Linked DNA regions of Oryzias latipes: region 1 is linked to region 2. The links are chromatin contacts, called in public Hi-C maps. All regions are on one chromosome and are shown on one strand. Each heading gives the region's core, a stretch centred on a gene start, on an enhancer-like site or on the middle of the called end of the contact. The rest is flanking DNA. Distances are from core to core; before and after follow the strand shown.

Region 1 (2,700 bases), core at 166-2,665, 140 kb after region 2:
TAAAATACTGGGAATTGTAAAACAGTTTTATTAAAACTTTCAAACTCACTGTAAAAATAAAAAAGGTTCAGAGAATTTTTGGGAGAATTAGGAAATCTGGAAAACCACTGTGAGTAAAAAATGTACAAATTAACAATAATTATCTAAAATCTCATTATGTTTATTTAGTTTTTTGTTAATTTAGTTTTAGAGAGCGCAACTCTGTTAAATTAAGCTTTTTGGTGATGAAGTTGAGTCTTTTGTGGGGGGGTTTCACAATTTCATGTGTAGTTTTTTCTCAGATTTTATAGAAAAAATGCTTAAACAAATCACTTATTCAGACACAGTTGAGGATTAGCATCAACCTAAAACTGTTGGTGTAGAGTCTGCTTTTATCCAAACCCTCCATTTCTGTACAAATGCTTTTCTTCATCTCACATGTCAGAAACTTCACTGAAATCTTTATATATTCTGGACATTCACTTTTCTCCAAACAGGTTGGATGATGTCTGGATTCAAATTTCCTCAGTGTCCAGTTTTGTCCTTAACGCAGTCCAGGGTCCGGTCTTGATTGGACCAGTCCGTCTCCTTTTACCGCTCCACGGGGGCGACATTACGGACCAGTGGGGGTGTCTTTTGAAAGCTTTGAGAGAGAAAAAGGGGGTAGATGATTTGGCATTAGGTCATCTCCAACCCCTCCTGCTCCGCGTCTGAGGGTCTGACAGGTCTCATCATGGAGGGGACCTGCCGGGCAGATTGACAACTCAATGAGGCGACCAGCGCCGCGCTTTTACAAGCACCATTTCACGGCCTCTGCCTTTGTATGACAAACCCAATATACCCTCAGCTACCATCCCCAAGCTCACATTTTTTCTTTCTTTTCTTTCTTTGCAGGACCCCTCCCTACCACTGTCCTGTCTGTGTGCTGCTTGAGTTTGAAGGTTTTTAAAGTTCCTGTTCTTCTTCTGAAATAGCCAGAAAGCTTCTTAGTGCTTGAACTCAAAAGGCTTTAGTCGTATTCTTTAAATCTAAAAAACTCAAATAGGTTGCTGGAATGCTTCAGTATTGCTGCACATTTTATTTTTGTTTTTGCACACTAAAAAGTGCAGAGGGATTGCAAAATGAGTGTTTAATAACCTGCAGAGCCACAATTTGTTTTAAAATGGAAATTTAAGACAATGTATTTCGAAGGTTTCCTTTAAAATCCTACAATAATCTTTGCTGAAGACGAGCAAGAGTGTCTAAAAATGATAATACTGTATTTGTCAGATACCAAGCTGAGACGAAAGAAGAAGTCCAGAGATGGAGGGAAAATAAATTCCCTCCCTATCATTTCATAGGGACGGAATGAAGAAGGGAGGGAAAGTGGGAGGCTTGGACGGGTGGAGATACCGTTACGCTTTGCTGCTTCTCAATTGAAGTCTCTGCACCAGCCACAAAACCTGGCTCGCTCCGTATACCTCATGTTTGCATGTGAAAGCCCGGCTCCATTGTTGGGGCCTAACTGCACATTTAACCTGTCTGGAATGAAAGAAAGGGGGGATATTTTCCTGCCTGTCCCTCCCCTCAGCCTTTTTTCTCTCGTCTTAACAAACCAATTAGCTGGACATTTCAGCCAAAGAGGGCTTCTTTAAAAACATGTGTTAAATTAGGAATAATCAGCTTCACTGATGTTTCATCCTCAGCCAGAACGGAGAGAAAAAAAGTAGAACTTTTTCCAGCTTTTATGTTAGTTTGAGATCTAAATTTGTACTTTTGAGGTGTTTGAAGCTGAACCTTACACAAATATTTACTAGAAAAAGAAATAAACCCCCCCTAAGAAAACCAAAATGTTCAGCTAGGAATGAAATAATCTTGTTGCTGAATTCAGCAAGTTAAAGTTTAAAAGTAAATAAATGAGAGAACACCGAATGTTTTTCCTCATAAGTTGATAATAATAGTCTTTTTCAGCAGAGGGTTTAAAAACAGCTCCTCCTGTGTCGGAGTCGCGGTGATGGCAGGTTTTGATGCGGCCAGCGTCCACAGGGCCGCCGCTCACGCTGGGACACTGAGTGGGGATCGGTTTTTCTGCCAGAGCCTCTGGCTTTTCTTTGAAATCTGCAGAGGAGTGTGGTTTGGCTCTGAAAAGACGCTGTCCAGTACAATCAAGCTCAAGTCCAAGCGAGCTGTGTGGAACATGAAGTTTGGGAGTTTCTGTTTATCTGTGTCGCCCACAGACCCACTGTTGATGATTTAAGAAGCTTTTTTGATGATTTTTAGCAAATCATAGTTAAATGACCAGTAGTCAGTTCGACTATTTCTTTTGGAATGCAGAATAAAATAACAAGTCTTTAAAAACTTGATTTAAAAACAAGATTTTTACAAAAAAAAAAGAATAAATAAATTACAATTTTTTATTATGTTTACCTTACAGTCATTCTTTTTCTGTAACCAAATGATTTATCTTTGGATAGTTCCATTGTAAATGTCTCTGAATTTTATTTTTTATCTGGATAACACATTTTGTGTTATGAATGAGGAAATTAGGAGAAATTAGGAGCTTTAAGGAGCCGGTGTTTAAAAGGAATTTGAGGTCCAGAATTGGAGAATGTCCAGTTTTCAGGTTTTTTTGTCTTAGGAATTTGCACTTTTATTTGTTTTGTTTTTCAGAGATATCTTTTGTTTTGTGTTAATTTTTTTTTGTTCCCCTGTCACAGTCACAGTGTCTTGTTTTCAGGTCAT
Region 2 (2,700 bases), core at 191-2,690:
GGAGAGACAGAAAGCATCATTCTCTCCAACTCTTCATCATCCTCCATCTCTAAAGAGATGATAAATTGGGGCGACAGTGGCTCAGGTGGTTGAGCGGGTCGTCCAATGATCGAAGGGTTGGCGGTTCGATCCCCGCTCCCTCCAGCCAAAATGTCGTTGTGTCCTTGGGCAAGACACCTCACCCTCCTTGCCTCCAGTGTGGCTCCACTGGTGTGTGGATGTGTATGAATGATCCCGGTGATGGTCAGAGGGGCCGTAGGCGCGAAATGGCAGCCACGCCTCTGTCAGTCTGCCCCAGGGCAGCTGTGGCTACAACCATAGCTTACCATCACCAAGTATGAATGAGGAGTGAATGAATAATGGACACAATGTAAGCGCTTTGGGTGTCTTGAAAAGCGCAGATAAATCCAATCCATTATTATTATTATTATTATTAAAGAAGACACTGAAAAGATGGGAAACATCATTTCTACCATGTTTCCTAACGTCAGCATGAACGTCTAGTCTGCCACAGACCTGGAGGACTAGAAGAAGGTTTAGGAAGAGCAGGTTCTGAGCCTCTTTCTTCTTCAGGTACTGCTGGAGCAGGAACATTTTGCTGCCTGAAACCTGAGGGATTCCTGAGGATAAATGATGCATATCCATCTTCTCTTTTCTGGATAATGAAATACTGTCACCCCTGTCATGCATAATAAAAATAACATAGAAAATGTAATGTAACCCCTGTTCACCTCACTACATTTGGTTAAATGAATAAGGTTTTGAAAACACACTTAACTGGACAAAGTGAGTTTCTAGTTTGAACACGTTCCTCTCATCCCAGCTGTTACCCTCACCGTTGGAGTTTCAGTCCTCATGTTCAACAATGACGGGAAGAGAAATGTTTTCAAATTATAGACTTTGTCCTGTTTTTTATTTTTATTTTTTTACTTACATGAGACTTTAACTTGTTGTGCTCTTGTGTTTTAAAAGCGATCGGATCTAATCTGTCCTGTAAAATCCTTACTACTAAGAGACGATGTGGAAACAGCGCCACCAAGATCTTGCTAGTGGTGAAAAAGTGTATTACATCTAAGAACTACCATAGAGAATGAATAGGAAAAGTTAAGAGAGTTATTTAAGCTGAACTATTATCGCCAAAACGCGCTACAATGCGGAAACTATAATATACACAATTAGTAAATAATAACAGACACAATCCGTGTTTATGTGCTATGTATGTCATCTGACAGTATATATCAAAGATCATAAATCGACTGATATTCTGCACATCATCGTTTCATATTTACCATACGTCCTTAAGGATCTTTTTCTTTCATACTGATATATCAGCTGTTTCTGTAAAGAGTGTCACTACATCATTGGCCGTCAAAAAGTCTTAAATCACAGATCTTACACTAATAAAATTCAGGCCCGCGTGCTCTGATGCTCTGCAGCCTTCTTGGGAATGTAAACATCGCGCATGCGCAAGCTACGGACAGCGGTGCTGGTTGTAGGTGATAATCATGGCGGAGCTAGACAGCGACAATTTTCTTTGCTTGTCTCCGGAGATTGTGAAAGGTTAGTCCTAGTTCTTTTCTATAATTTCGAGTAACAGTTTACTGGTTAAGTCGTCGGTGTGTTTATTTGTAAGCTAGCCAGTTGGAACCATCTGAGCTAATGTTGACGTTAGCTTCCTGAAGCCAAACATTAGCCGACGCTCCAGCCAGGATGATGGCTAACGTGCTAAGCTAAGCTAGCCGCAGTGGATCCAAGGTCGATGACAGGGAGTCTGCATCCGCTGACTGACGGGCTCTGGTCCGTGGAGAAAAGTGACCAGACTGTCGTCAACTGAGACAGTATTGAACTCAGAAGCAATTTTGGAGACACACCTAGCTTGAACTTCCAGCCTGTAAAAATTCCCTCGGTCCATCGTGTCACTGACTGTCCTGAATCAATGTCCCACATCTGAGAAAGTGAGATGCTCAGATCTTGGAAGAGCTCCATTAAAAATTAAATAAAGTTGAATCAAAATCATTTGTATGCTGATATACTTTATTTCAAGTTTTTTCCCCCTCTTCATGCTGATAATAAGATAATTTTGTTGCCATTACAAATATAACAAGTGGAAACAAAAATGTGCTTTCTGATGAGTGCATCCTTCATTCATTAAAAACAAAGAATGTTCAACAAATAAAAGTGTTAAAATGATTTAAACATGAAAACATTTATCTATAAAACATCCAGCAATCACACAGAATCAATGCAAGTTTCCCAAACATCCAACAGCATAGTTCCAGCAGCTTCCAGCAGCTGCAGATGGGAAATTTCAACATCATTTCTACCTATTATTTAAAACACCTATTTTTTTAAAGTTATCTTTTGATCTATGTCCTTGTTTAGCCTTACATGCATCAAAAGAAAAATTAAAATTCATTTTCCTGTTGTGTTCTGTTAAAATCTCTCTTAATCTTAAGTGAAATGTTTATAATCAAACAGATCTGGATTCAGGATAGACATTTGACAGTTAAGGGCGAGGTTACAGTTAGTGTAATGGTGGTAACGGAACCACATTATAGGGTTAAAATACCATCAGTTAAATGTGTGCAAATAACATCAGCCTTTGGAAAAATATCTTTTATTTTTTGTTTTATTTACTGCATTTCTTGCTGTCTCAGCAGAATCTTTGGATTAAATTACTGCAGAGAGGGAACTGCTGAT

The links. Hi-C and Micro-C count contacts between places; a contact is called where the count stands out from the background.
Region 1: a contact with region 2 is called in a Hi-C map of embryo, with 2.7 times the contacts expected there. The contact joins the enhancer-like site here to the promoter of LOC101166820 in region 2. A contact is called at or near these places in 5 of 5 Hi-C or Micro-C datasets (embryo, fibroblasts and gastrula embryo).

Annotation. Positions count from the first base shown.
Region 1 is chr14:24,542,641-24,545,340 of ASM223467v1, forward strand. No RefSeq gene overlaps it. Among protein-coding and RNA genes, the nearest start is that of LOC101161079, 14 kb to the right of the region's middle. Within about 2 kb of position 1,416, at least 1 of the 8 cell types and tissues checked has an H3K27ac peak or open chromatin away from gene starts, as enhancers often do. A contact at or near this core is called in embryo, where this site is marked.
Region 2 is chr14:24,398,672-24,401,371 of ASM223467v1, forward strand. It overlaps LOC101166820 (zinc finger protein 346), which reads left to right and starts at 1,441. Exons shown (of 7, transcript XM_004076766.4): 1 at 1,441-1,560. The coding sequence starts at 1,506.